Regions from separate parts of the Mus musculus genome. Here regions 2 and 3 are each linked to region 1. The links are chromatin contacts, called in public promoter capture Hi-C maps. All regions are on one chromosome and are shown on one strand. Each heading gives the region's core, a stretch centred on a gene start, on an enhancer-like site or on the middle of the called end of the contact. The rest is flanking DNA. Distances are from core to core; before and after follow the strand shown. Region 1 holds the start of Troap (trophinin associated protein). Region 2 holds the start of Ddn (dendrin). Region 3 holds the start of Rnd1 (Rho family GTPase 1).

Region 1 (4,466 bases), core at 444-2,943:
CCTTTAATCCCAGCACTCGGGAGGCAGAGGCAGGCGAATTTCTGAGTTCAAGGCTAGCCTGGTCTACAAAGTGAGTTCCAGGACAGCCAGGGCTACACAGAGAAACCCTGGCTCGGAAAAAAAAAAAAAAAAAAAAAGAATGGTGGCTGCTCTTCCAGAGGTCCTGAGTTCAATTCCCAGCAACCACATCGTGGCTCAGGACCACCTGTAACAGGATACAATGTCGTCTTCTGGTGTGCCTGAAGACAGTGACAGTGTACTCACATACTTAAAATAAATAAATCTTTTTAAAAAAAATGTTGGGGGACTGCAGAGATGGCTCAGAGGTTAAGAGCACCGACTGCTCTTCCGAAGGTCCTGAGTTCAAATCCCAGCAACCACATGGTGGCTCACAACCATCCTTAATGAGATCTGACTCCCTCTTCTGGAGTGTCTGAAGACAGCTACAGTGTACTTACATATAATAAAAATAAATTGTTTAACTAAAAGCATATATATTTAAAATAAAACGACTCAAGGGGTTGGGCAAGGAAATTATTTGGAAGACAATCGCTTTTAAAACCAAGCTGAGGGCTGGCGAGATGGCTCAGCGGTTAAGAGCACTGACTGCTCTTCCAAACGTCCTGAGTTCAAATCCCAGCAACCACATGGTGGCTCACAACCATCCGTAATGAGATCTGACGCCCTCTTCTGGTGCATCTGAAGACAGCTACAGTGTACTAATGAATAATAATAAATAAATCTTTTAAAAAAATAAAATAAAACCAAGCTGACTGTCTCTGTGTGCTCTGTTTCATCTGGCTAAACAGCTGAATAGATGCTCAAAGGTATAAAATCCGTAGGTGTGAAAAGAAGTGGCATATGGAAGGGGAGATCCGGAAGCACGCCTATGTTCCTGGCTTGCTGGTCAGCACCCTTTAAACTATGCAGGGAGTGTGCAATCCGAGCTTCCTGAAGCAGGAAGCTGCGAGTTTGAGGCCACTCTCAGGTGGGGTGGGGTGAGACATTGCCCACCCCCATCTCCATCATCTGGCAGCCTCACAGTTGCCTGCCAGTAAGGAGCAGGTGAGCCCTCTCATCCAGACCGGTGGAAGGAAACCTGAAGATGCAGAGATCTCCCCACCCAGGAGGAGCCCTTCAATTCTGATTAACAGAGCTCCAGCCACCCTGGGCCTGACCACATCCCACCAGGGTGTGAGGTCCGAGTGGACACAGGATTTCTTGGCTCCTCGTTCTCGTTGGGCTCCAACAGTTCAGGTACCTCCAGCCCTCTCACCCATTAGGCTCCTATCTCCTGCAAGAAGTGCCCATGGTTCCCAAAACCCGGCCGTGCACTACGTTCAGAGTGTGGTCAACAGTGGTCTCGATGGCCAATCTTTCCCACAATTCCGCGGTCTTCATGAGGGGCCAGCCCTCGGTTGGCTCCAGCTCTCGCGAGAGTACGGTAATGCCCGTTGCAGTCCAGACTGGCCTTCCCGGGCTTCAGAACAGCATCCTCCCTGGCTTTCCGCCCCCATCCTGCCACTCGCGCTCCGTCCTCGGATTGGCCGAGAGAGCTGGTCAGTTGTTCTCCCATCAAGAAAACGTTTCGGCGACTAGTCCTTCTCTGGCCCCGCCTTCGGAGCCTGCGGATTGGGTGGCTCCGTGTGACGTCACGACCCTCCGAGTCACCGGGTACCAGCCAATCAGGAGCTTGGCGTATTTTACAAACCGGGGAAGCAGCAGCAGCCGCAAGCAGAAGCAGAAGCAGAAACCCAAGAAATCGGCGAAAAACCCGAGGAAGTAGAGGTGACCCGGAGGGCCTCCTGGAATGGTGCGGCACGAGGATCTTAGAGGGGAGTCCTGCCGAGGTTCCTAGGGAGGAGAGCAGTTTGGAGCTCCGGGGCGAGATAGCAGACTTAGGGTTTCTGGAAGAGTTGCCAGGAGAGCGGCCTTGCTGCCGGTGCGGGCTTCTAGGCACATGGATTGGGACCAAGGGGAAAGAATCAGGGATATCAGCACCCATGCTTTGAGAAGTGATTTGCTTTGGTCCTCAGTCCTGTCTACCTTCTTCTCTCATCTCCATTATAGCCGCCATGACTACCCTCCAAACCAATAAGGATCCCCATCTCCGAGGTGTATCTCCCAACCCTAGCAAGATTCCAGTACTCTCCCAAAGATGCCAAGATTTTTCCTCAGTCAAGTCGCGCTCTCTGGACCAGGAGAACCAAGATCCGAGGGTAGGAGGGGCTGGACACAAGGAGGCACCTCGAGTCAGCAATGCACCCCCACCCCCCATCCCCACCCCACCCCCGCACTGAATCCCAGCTTTTTCCCCCTTCCCCCTAGACACCAGCACAGAAACCACCGCGCAGTACTCAACGTCAACGTCCACTCACTGACACGGCAGGCCTCAGATCGAAAACCTTGCACCAGACTGAAAAATCACCAAGCTTGAAGACCCTGCGGAACCCTCTGGAGGAACTCAAGCCTAGCTCTGGGGGATCAAATGTGGGGCTTGTGACCCATCCCCAGACAGGTACCTGTTCCAGACCTGGGGGCAGCCTACTTGGCTGAGTGAGAATGGGAGACCCAAAGTGGAGGTCTTGCATACTGCAAGAGACCTGGGTTTTGTCCAGAAACCTCTTTGCTCTGAGAAACCATCACTTTCAGCAAAATGCCATCTTTTGCCTGGCATGGTGGTTCATGCCTCTAATCCCAGCACTTTAGGAGGCAGAGGCAAGTGGTCTCTGTGAATTGGACACCTTTTACCTATTGAACTCCAGGCCTAAACAATTATATTGTATCTAAAAAAAAAAAGACATCTTCTGGGCCTTTTTAGCAACCCTGGGCAAGACAGTCACAGTCATTTGCTCATTGTTATGCTGAGTCTTTATAATCTGTCCATACTTCAGCTTTAATTCTTCCTTTTCAACAATAAATATATATATATATTAAAGATTTATTTATTTATTATATGTAAGTACACTGTAGCTGTCTTCAGACACTCCAGAAGAGGGAGTCAGATCTTGTTCCAGATGGTTGTGAGCTACCATGTGGTTGCTGGGATTTGAACTCCGGACCTTCGGAAGAGCAGTCGGGTGCTCTTAACCACTGAGCCATCTCACCAGCCCATAAATATATATTTTAAAGATCTATTTTTTTTTTTTTGAGACAGGGTTTCTCTGTGTAGCCCTTGCTGTCCTGGAACTCACTTTGTAGACCAGGCTGGCCTCGAACTCAGAAATCCGCCTGCCTCTGCCTCCCAAGTTCTGGGATTAAAGGCATGCGCCACCACGCCCGGCTTAAAGATCTATTTTTTATTTTATGTGAGTCCATGTGAGTGCAGTACCCATGGAGTTCAGAAGAGGACATTGGAATCCCTAGAGCTAAAGTTATAGCTGGCCGTGAGCTGCCATGTGGGTGCTGGAAGTAGAACCCAGGTCTCCCAGAAGAACAGCCAGTGGCTCTTAGCAACTGAGCCATCTCTCTAGCCTCTAAAAAGAGATTGGTTTTAATGATGTGTATGTGTGAGCAGGTGCCTGTGGGGGCCGGAGGCACTGGATTGTCTTAGAGCTGGAGTTCCAGGCCGGCCACCTGACGTAGATGCTAAGAACTGAACACCAGTCAGTCCTGTGCAAGAACAGTAACCGTGTGACTGCTCTTAATCCCCATGGCATCTCTCCAGCCCCCGGTGATGGGTCCTGTATGGCAAAACCGTTGTTTTATGTTATACCCCACTGTTTAGAGCAATAGCTTACATGAAATTCTTCAAACTTTGGTGAGCTTAGGTTCAACCGAATGATCTCCTCCCGTCTCTTAAGACCTTATGTAGTCCAGGCTCTGAGCTCTCTATGAGCTGGTGGCTGGCCTTGAACACCTGGTTCTCCTGCCTCAGTATCCTACATTCTGGTTTTACAGGCGTGCACCGCATAGCCTGGCTTGGATAATGTTTCTTTCGCTCACTGTTACTGGGTATGAGCAGCACCTGTCCCTCGGCCTCCCCTCATCCTGTCTCTTCCCTTGCAGAGGCCATAGGGGCTATAGAGTTTGTGGCTGACCCTGCAGCCCTGGCCACCATCTTGTCAGGTGAGGGAGTGAAGAGCTGTCCCCAGGGGTACCGGTCCAGTCTGGCTCAGAGAGTGCTAGTCCGTGAGAGAAAGGGAGGCACCACCCAGAGGGGCCAGGTAATGAGAAGGAGGTGAGACCAGGCTGGGGTGGACTAAGGGTGATTTTTGAGTCTTGCTGACAGCTTTTATTGGTGGTCCAGAGTGCAAGGTCTTCTGCATACCTGGCTCCCAGAATCCCCACCCATCAAGTGGGTCCTGCCAGGGCTTCCTGCTTCTCAAGACTGGAGGGCCCGGGACTCCGGGACCACACTTTGTCCCCACCCCGGTTAGAGGCTCTGGTGAGTACTCCTGAGGGGCTGACACTCACTGCTTCTTGGGGCAGAGCAGACTTTGGGACAATATCTCAAGATGAACTGC
Region 2 (4,650 bases), core at 357-2,856, 270 kb before region 1:
TGCCTGGACCTGGGAACAGGACGAGGTGGGCTGCTGATCGCGGACCTAGAGAGAGCTGCGTCCGTGCCTGGACCGCCAGTCGTTTTGCCTTGGGAATGACTATCGCCAGCACTGTTCAGGCCAGCAGCAACTAGGCCTGAGCTTTTCTCTATAGCCCCTTTGCAAGACTCTGGCCTAGCTCTGGCTGCTGTACAGCCTGGAGCACCTCCTAAGAGTCCCCGTCCCTGTCTGAGACCCCAAGCTCCTAGAACATCCCGGTAGATTCGAGGATCCAGCCTCTTCTTCGTGCGCCCTCCCTCTGTCCTGGTGGTGGCTGGAACTGGGGCTGATGAGGTGGGCGCCCGGGAGAGCTCCGGGCCTCGCTTAGTCCCCAGGGTCCTGTGGGGACCTTCATAAGAAGGTGGAGCCACATAGGGTGGCGGCCGGTCCCAGCGGCGCCTTGGGGCTGTGCCTGCAGAGCCTCTCAACAGCAGGTGAGCCTCGTAGCTAGGGGGCCCTGGCCTTCTGCCTCCCCATGGCCCCGCCCATGCAACCCCTGGGTCACCCTGCGGGAGCACGGATGGTCGGGGCGCTCGCCCCACCTGCCCGAAGCGCTCTGGTCTGGAGAAAACTGGAAACCCTGTAGGTTGGGCTGCCCGAAGGGCGTTCCGGGGCTCTGGGCGGGGCTGACCTAGGGGACTCCGTCGGGCCCCGCCAGCCTTGCGCCTTTTTCTCTCGGTCTCCTTGGCCTCCCGCTCCTGCGACGCCGCCTTTCTTTTCTCTTGTTCCCGGGCTCGGACCTCGGCGGGGGGGCCCGCCCGCCAGTTGGTTGCCTCCTGCAGCACCCTGGAGGCCCAGGGTCGGCGGGGTGGCGGCTCAGGGGATCCCGGGCGCAGCCTACACCTGGGACAATGAGCAGGAACCCAGGTGAGCAGTTTGCGGGGACAGAGAGCCGAGGTCCGGGGAGCTGGGAGCACTGGAGACCACTTGGGGCAGCCATGTGGGAGGGTTCGTGTGAGTGTCTGAGCGAGTGCACGTGCGTATATGTTAGGGCTAAAGTCGAAATGAGACTCCTCGCCATCTCTCCATGCACACTTTAACAGCGACTGCCCCCATCTCACCGCCTGCCACTAGTACTCCTGTCCCCCTAAACAGCGCTCAATGATTCAGGCCCCAGTCCTCGACGAGTGGGGGGAGGGAGGCGCGGGAAAGAGAAGGGAACAGCAGCAATTGCTGGTGCCAGCGGGGAGGTCTGGACCCCACTTCCCGCCCCACCACTTGCTGCCCCTCACCCCTCCTTCACTCACGTGCGGCTCTGGGGCCCACGGGCCCAGTAGCTGGCCTGGATGTCCATGGACTGTCGAGAAGGAGCGCGACGACTATAATGACAGGAAATAGTCTTCACTTCAATCACCAACAGCTTGGACTTCTGCACCCAGAGGCAGCTGCCGGACTCCTCATCCTGGAGCTCCCGGGGGCTGTCGGGCCCCTCGGAGAATAACGGGCCATCCAGCATCCTGCCCCACCCCACCCCGGCCCCCCACCCTCCCACCCGCCCCGTGAGCCCCCTCCCAACCCAGGGAGCCGGCGCCCACTGCAGAGCGGCAGGCCCAGGGACTGGCAACTATATATACCCGGGCACACGTGTGTGCCTGTCTGTGCGTGTGTGAGTGTGTGCTAGCGCGCGAGCGCGCGCGCATGTGACACGCCGCCGTGGACGGCTCCGCGCTGCTTCCTCCCCCATGTGCACGGCCGCCCCCTGGGGCCTGGGATTGGACGCCCCTTCCCACTCACTGCTCAGGTCCCCCAAGCCTAATGGGACCTGCGAGTGGGCGGGGAGAGACTTCTGATTCTTGCCAAGCTTACGGTGCCCTCTCCTCCAGCCCCCATTTCTTCATCCTTCCCGAAGTTTTAACCCTTTGCTTTCCTGCTTGTCAGGTTGCCTGACCACCAGTGCTCTCTCTATTCCTGCCTGCTCGCCCAGACTCCTTTCTCCGACAGGGAGTGGTGAGAACAGAACTCAAGGTCTCTGCCTGCCACTCGCTGCTGGTTTCCATGGGGTTGGGGTGCAAGAGAGGCTGGCCCACAGCTGGGGGGAGCGGGCTATTTTTAGTGTCGGTGGCATTCGGGTGCAGCTGAGATGAGTAACCAGTTCCTAAGCAGTACAGAGAAGAGGTGCCGCTTTCAGGAAGCTTTTGTGCGACTCTGGGGGAGAGCTGCTCCCCCAAGACCTCAGAAAGGTGCACCTGTATGCCTCAGCTTTCTCTGCTGAGGCGGAACTCCATCTATCCTGGCCACCAAACAGCAGGACGACTCCTACTCTAAATATGGGTGTCCTTGGGCACCCACAGAGCCTTCCCTGAGCAGCAGGCTAGCTCCCCTAACCCAGAAGCCAGGATTCTAGGGTTACACAGTTCCGTGCCCACACAGCTCTTCCAAGCCTTATGTGGGGTGCAGATAGAGTGCTTAAATACATTTGTACCCTAACAGAGGGGGATGGACTAGAGTGCTCCTGTGGCACAGCCAAATCCCCTAGCAACAGAAAAGATAAAAGTGGCCTTTCTTTCCTAGGTCGGGGCTCTAGTTCACTTGACTGGCATGGTGTGGTGCAGCTCACCTTTTGGACTCACTCGATTCTGGGGGGTTGCTGCTTGCATCCTCGGGATCCCTCCCCCTATGCCTGTACCAGGTGTCCCCTGATTCACCATGGTAATGTTAGTGGCAGCACAGCCCACGCCAACCTTCCATGCAGAGACTTAGCAACCATGCCTGGCAACCATAGCAGCAGCTCAGGGGAGGGGAGAAGTGTAGGGAGCGGGATGAGAGGGTGGCAATGGCTCCTGAGGAAGAAGGGACCATTTGCTGCTCCTGACTTTAGGAACAGAAGCCTGTGGGCTTGCAAAGTGTGTCTATCCCCATTTTCCTCAGCTGCTTCCCAGGAGCTGAGACTTGGTGGGGTAAATGGGAGAGACAAAAGTTGGTTTTTCATAGAAGTACAAGGAGCATTTGGATACAGAGCCTTCTTTTTAAGGGGACAGGGACCAAAGAATTGTTATAGGTCACACTCATTGAGAAACAGCAAAGTAGAACCTGACCTGTTCTGCTGTCCCTCCCCTGCCACTCCTCAACCCCCACCCCATGCCATGATTCCACCTACCTCCTGGCTGCCCTGAGGATGGCTTGCAGGCACTGCCAGGGCCCAACAGAATCCCACAGCTTTTAAAGTCTTGCCTCCTCCCTGGACAAGTCCTCCTTGATGAAGGAATGTGACACAAGGAGACATTTGTCCTTTCCACCCTCTCCACACACACAAACATGCTCTAATTATAATCATTTGGAGGCCTCCCTCCCCCAAGCTTGGGAATGTGCTGAGAGCAAAGATGTGGATGGAGAGGGGGCCCAAGCACTGAGAGCTGACCTCTAACAAGCGCCCTGATGTGTTCCCTGTGTTCCATCAGAAAGCCCGCTTTGTGAAAACTAGCGTGGCCCAGGTTCTTCTGAAGGCTTGGCAGGAGAAGGGAAAGCCAGGGAATTACTCAGGACCTGCTCCTGGCTTGGATGCTAACCCCTATCGGCAAAGCTGCTGTAGAAGGGAACAGAGCCTGCAGGTCCTCCGTCCGTCAGGTGTTGGGTATCACTCTCAGCACAGATGATAGGTCTGGTGGGTTGACCCCAGCTCTGCTGTTCCTCCATGATGTACCCTCTACCTTAGAGGAAAGGCAAGGGAATTGTGGGTTCAAAAAGACTACCGGCCCAGCATTATCCAAACAACTCAACCTCCACTCAGAAACGCCGATGACATTAGCATCTCTCTGCCCAAAGATTCTCCTCCGTTTGCCACTTTCCAGAGACCTGACATGTTAGGGAAATTTGCATGGGCCTTAGCTAACTATGGTCCAAATAGAGAAAGTAAGGGAGCGTAACTGTGGGAAGTGAGGTGGGAACAAGTCAGCAGAGATGAGAGAGGACAGGAGTCTGGTGTGAAGGTAGGAAGACATGAAACCAGAACCAGACGGTTTCAGTTTAAATGCTAGTTTGTTTTTGTTTTTTTTTTTTAATTATTATTATTATATGTAAGTACACTGTAGCTGTCTTCAGACACTCCAGAAGAGGGCGCCAGATCTCGTTACGGATAGGTGTGAGCCACCATGTGGTTGCTGGGAATTGAACTCAGGACCTTTGGAAGAGCAGTCAGTGCTCTTAACCGCTGAGCCATCTCTCCAGCCCTAAATGCTAGTTTTAATTTTTTTTTTTTTTTTTTTGGTTTTTCCAAGACTGGGTTTCTCTGTGTAGTCCTGGCTAGCCTTGAACTCCACCTGAGATCCACCTGTGTCTGCCTCCAGAGTGGTGGGGTTAAAGGTGTGGGCCACCACTGCCTGGCTTTCTTTTCTTTTTTTTTTTTAAATAGACATGATTTCACTATGTAGTTGCTCTGTATTTAGACCAGGCTAGCCTGAAACTCCAGAGCTCTCTCCCTCCCTCTCTGCCTCTACCTCCCAAATGCTGGAACAAAAGGAATATCCCTCCATGCTTGGCTGCCAGCTTGGCCTTAAAACATCATATTTATGTGTATGCATGATGTCGTCGTCATCATCATAGTCGTCATATGTGTGTGTTGGTGCACATGCCATGTTGTGCACACGGAGGAGGTCAGAGGACTCTGGTAACTAA
Region 3 (4,661 bases), core at 828-3,327, 400 kb before region 1:
CCCCTTTCCTGGAACTGCAACGGGGGACCGTGGACCCGCCTGAGGAATTTTGGTTGTGGGGAGAGCGAAAGAAATATCTATCGTTTTCTGTTTTCCCATTCCTTATCCCCGGTCTTCCCAGACCTTACAGTTGGAGAAGCAGCACAGGATCCTTCACAGAAGCTGGGTGGCACATCTACCACACATGCAGGAGAACCTTGGTGCTCTCCAGCTTCCCCAGAAACTCGGGCTGAGCACGTAGAAAATATCCTTTTTGGCAAAGCATGGATTTTTCTTTTCTTTCTCACATGGCTGGCACTTACTCTTTAAGGATGTCTGAGACAGACGGTTAAAAAGAGGGGCTGGGGTAGAGAAAGTGGGAAGGGCTCAGAAGCAAAGCTGAGCTCTAAAGGGCTTGGGAGCGGAGAGTAGGGAAAGCATTGCTTTCTACATTTCCAAAAGATAGACAGGGCATCTCCAACTCACCCCAGCCCAGGGAGAAATGATAAGAACTAGACCCCCATGTGCTCAACTGGACACTAACCCAGTGTGGACATGCCCTACATTTACTGCCCCCCCCCCAAAAAAAAGCATCGATGATGCATCGCTTCATCATCGTCTCTAAGCCGCAGCCTCTGAGTTGCGGCAAGCAGACAGCTTCGGCTTGAGATGCAGGAGAGTGATATTCCCTCCAAAGCCGGCGGGGCGGGAGGGTGGCTCTCTGCCCCGCCACAGCTGCCTCCAGCAGCACCCTCCTACCTCATTTAACTTTGCTCTGGAGAACTAGAGAGAGAGGGAGAGAGGAGGGAGAGGAAGGGAGAGGAGAGAGACAGAGACAGAGGAGACGTCTGGTACTCCCGGGGAGTTCTCAGGGCTCCCTTCACCTCACCATCCAGAGGTGAACTAGACCAGAGACCCAAGTGGCACCCAGGCTTGTTCACTGCCTTCCAGGATCCTCTAAAATCATCAAAGCCCCAACCAAAGAATTTTTTACATTCTTTCCTTCGCTTTCCTGGCAAGCACCTATCTTCAAAGGTGGATTCCCAGCCCCCCCCCCCTTAAAAAAGCAGCAACTGCGGCTAGCCAATGGTGGTAGGATGGGGCATTTGGGGGTACACTCTTACCTGAGGTGTCCCAGAGACTAAGCTCCACTCTCTGTTCCTCTGTCTCCAAACAGGCTGTGTAATTCTCAAACACGGTAGGCACATAGGTCTGCGAGGAGACAGGAAACACTCACACCCCGGCAGCAGCATGCCCTCAGAACCCCACACCAAGCGTTGGCTACACATGCGCCGAGAAACACCAAAGTGTCAGATGGCGAGAAGCCAGAGGAGGGGGAGCCATTGGGGACTGTAGAGGTATTGGCCTTCGCTCCCCAGCCTGGGACAAACCCCCTACATCCTAGCTAGTCTGAGACACATACATTCGCATTTTCCTCACATCTCTAAATGTGTGTCCCATTTTTCAGAGCCACAAGCCAGTTTTAACCTCTGTCTTCTGCCCTCTAGTCCTTTGGCACAGGTGAACAGGCAAAACAGCAGAAGCCTGCGCGGGGGGGGGGGGGGGGGTTGGGGAGGGCACCCTCACAGAGCCTTATAGGAGGGGCAGGCAGGTACTGCGTCAAGAATGAAGCCCAAGCTCTCGGGAGCCTCCAGGTCTCAGGGATGAAGGCAAGTGGGAGGGGATATGATGGGTAAAGAGGTGAGGAGGAGCCGACCGGGCGGCAGAAGTGGGTCAGGTCTCTAGGGAAGCAAGACAGGGCAGTCCTCCAGCCAGAAGGCAAGGCAGGGTGGGGCGGCCTGCGGGTGGTGGAGAGCGCTGTCCCGGACAGGTGGGGGATCGACCCCGGGACGGCAGGGAAGCTCACCTCGGGATAGCAGTCTTTCGCTAGCACCTGTAACATCGCCGTCTTCCCACACTGCACGTCTCCCACCAGGACGAGCTTACACCTGACCACCACTGGCTGCGGTGCCCGTCTCTCCTTCATGGCTGCAGCCTCGGAGGGACGTGGACTCGGGTTCAGGGAGGAGGAGGTCGCGCCTCAAGTGTCCGCACTAGCACACTAGCGCGGGTTCCCTGCCTGCCTGCCTCCGACTGAGGCGGAGGCTCGTAAGGCTCCGCTATAAGTCTCAGACTGATCCAATCACAAGAGGAGGCGGACTCTGTCCAGGCCAATCCCTAAGGTGGGATCCCCTGCTGCAGCCAATAGTAGGAGACTCCGAGTCAGCGCCCTCTTCCTCCCTTCCCTTTCTGTTAAAGCTGCACGGTGGCTTCCTCTTGGAAGGGGATTCCCACGCTTTTTGTGTTGCTGTTAGGAGGTCAGGAGGGGACTGGAAGTAAAACTTAGTGATCTCTGAGTGTCTATGAGTTAGTGTCAAGACCCACAAAGAGCTATAGAATCAGGCTGTCTGTCCCAGGAAGACAGCAGGACCTGCCTAAACTATGGACAGGTGGGTGGCATCTCTCGGGGGAGAGGGTGACTCCTTAATTTTATATAGTTCCTATTCACACTGGTTCCACTTCTGGGATCTCCTAATAGAAGTCTCTGCTGCCCCTCTTTTACAGCCCGACTCCCTTCCTCAGGAATCGCCTTCCCCAAAACAAACCAAGAAAACAAAACAAGACAAACAAAAAATAACTTGACCCAGAGATAGGCAAAGAAAACAAAGGAGGGCGTCTTTCAAGTAGGAACAGGAGAGAGAAAGACCAAACAAGCTGCTTTCTGCCAGCCAGGAGCCAGCTCATGCCAGGCCTGGCAAGCAAGAGTGAAGGTGTTTTGTTCTGTGGCCTGGCTTCAGTGTCCGAGATGAATCCAGGGCAGGTCTAGTTCCAGGCTGATAGCCACGGATTCTGACGCACTGATAGTGTCACCTAGTGAGAGTCCAGCCTGGATGCCAGGGCTGGGCCTCAGGGATTAGAAATTGAAAACCAATCATTGTAGACTGAGATAAACTACAAACTGCCGCCGACTGGCCCTAGCCTGCAAGCCTCCACGGCTTCTGCAGACCCCTCTACTAGACAGAGCTATGGAAGTACACAGCTCATATAAGCCACTGGCCACCAAGGAAGTCCCGTGAGGCCTCCAGAGAATTGGGGGAGGGGCAGTTTAGGGCAAACTTGAGAACAACCTAGGGTTCCCCTTACCCTGTTCTGTTGGTTTGGTTTCTTTCTTTCATTTTATTTTATTTTATTTTATTTTTTTTAGAGAACATCACACTGGAACTTGCCGTATATAGCCCATCTTCTTGCCTCAGGCCTCAGGCCTGAAATTCAGACAGAGAACACCAGCCCTGGCTCACGGTTGTCTTGAGGTCCCTTCTCGAACAACCCCAAGCTTTGCTCATAAGCCAGTCATTGCCACCCACCCAAGACCATTTTCCCTGAAATTAATAAGCACCTTTCAAAGGCTTCACAGGCCCTATGGACAGATCTAGTAAGACAGCCAGGCCCACTATAACGGAGAATGGACGTTATCTGGGAAATGTAGTCCAGCCAGTCTCCCTCTAGTCTACTCTTATGGTTCCCAGCTTCTCTGTAGGCTCACAGGCTGGGCAGGGATCCCCTCCATCCATCCACCCATTACTTCCAGGAATGGAGTCACTGAGGGAACCAGTGGACTATCCAGCGTTTCCTTGAGTGATTATTCCCTCCTCGAGGCTCTCCAGGAGTTTCTTCACCTCATCTTTCCCGACACCTCAGCCTTCACATAAATGACAATCTCTGGAATTCTTCCCCTTTGTCCTTTCCCACCGTCCTGGTGGCTTCCCTGAGCTAAGTGTGATTTGGAAGAGTTCTAGAACAGCTGGAAGACTTGTCTGTCTCAACCTGGATGGAGTCCTTTCCCTCAGCTTGACCGCCCTCGGGATCTGCCCACCCCGACCCTCTGGCTCACCTAACACAGGTCTACAAGTGTCTATAGGGTTCCTTGTGTTCTCTTAACCCTGAATCAGGTTTCCTCCAAGAACAACATGAAAGGGTTCAGCATTCCCTCCATGTTCTTCTCTCCCAGCCTTACACACACACACACACACAGGGAGAGAGAGAGAGAGAGAGAGAGAGAGAGAGAGAGAGAGAGAGAGAGAGAGAGAATATGCTGTAATAGAAATGAAAATATAAGAAGGCAGATTAGAAGCTGCTGAGGGTGATAGGGTTGAAGGGAGACAGGGGGTGATTACAAATCCACCGAATCACACAGTCGAAACTGGGAAACTGTTATAGTATGTTCATTATATCTTCACAGAGCAAAGCTATACCCAGACAGGCATGCTTTTACTCACAGAACTTGAGAAGTACACACATACACACACACACACACACACACACACACACACCCCACCCCCCACACCCACACCCACACAGAGTTTAGTAGATAGAACACAACACTTGCCTCTAAGAATCCAGGCACAGAGCACTGGGCTCACGATCCCTAGGGCTGCTGTAAGCTGGGTATAATGGCTTATGTCTGTAACCCCAGAGCGCAGGAGGTGAGGATGGAGGATCAGGAAGGCCATCTTCAACTACTTCATGAGTTTGAGACCATCCTGGGCTACATGACAGCCTGTCTCAAAAACCAAACAGACCAGGAGTTGGAGAGATGGCTCAGTAGTTAAATAAAGGTACTTTCCACCGATCCTGATGCTCTGAGTTCGATCCCTTAGGTCTCAGTGGTGGGAGACCTGACT

The links. Promoter capture Hi-C pulls out the DNA fragments that hold promoters and counts their contacts.
Region 2: a contact with region 1 is called in a promoter capture Hi-C map of pre-B cells, with 3 times the contacts expected there. The contact joins the promoter of Ddn here to the promoter of Troap in region 1. A contact is called at or near these places in 8 of 39 promoter capture datasets (embryonic stem cells, liver, pre-B cells and 1 more), 2 of 484 Hi-C or Micro-C datasets (both in embryonic stem cells), 1 of 115 datasets of contacts at active chromatin or transcription factors (embryonic stem cells) and 1 of 9 other capture datasets (liver).
Region 3: a contact with region 1 is called in a promoter capture Hi-C map of neural stem cells. The contact joins the promoter of Rnd1 here to the promoter of Troap in region 1. A contact is called at or near these places in 3 of 39 promoter capture datasets (cranial neural crest, maxillary cranial neural crest and neural stem cells), 1 of 484 Hi-C or Micro-C datasets (B cells) and 1 of 115 datasets of contacts at active chromatin or transcription factors (pancreatic cancer cells).

What each region holds. Positions count from the first base shown.
Region 1 is chr15:99,073,280-99,077,745 of GRCm38.p6, forward strand. Troap (trophinin associated protein) reads left to right here and starts at 1,694. Exons shown (of 14, transcript NM_030159.1): 1 at 1,694-1,813; 2 at 2,071-2,219; 3 at 2,329-2,518; 4 at 4,009-4,166; 5 at 4,250-4,387. The coding sequence starts at 2,076. It overlaps Gm34284 (predicted gene, 34284), which reads right to left and starts at 1,390. Exons shown (of 3, transcript NR_155351.1): 1 at 1,277-1,390.
Region 2 is chr15:98,806,319-98,810,968 of GRCm38.p6, forward strand. Ddn (dendrin) reads right to left here and starts at 1,607. Exons shown (of 2, transcript NM_001013741.1): 1 at 1,287-1,607; 2 at 1-882. The coding sequence starts at 1,495. It overlaps B130046B21Rik (a long non-coding RNA gene), which reads left to right. Exons shown (of 3, transcript XR_003951472.1): 1 at 1-906; 2 at 1,918-2,004; 3 at 2,551-4,062.
Region 3 is chr15:98,675,384-98,680,044 of GRCm38.p6, forward strand. Rnd1 (Rho family GTPase 1) reads right to left here and starts at 2,078. Exons shown (of 5, transcript NM_172612.3): 1 at 1,847-2,078; 2 at 1,104-1,191. The coding sequence starts at 1,966.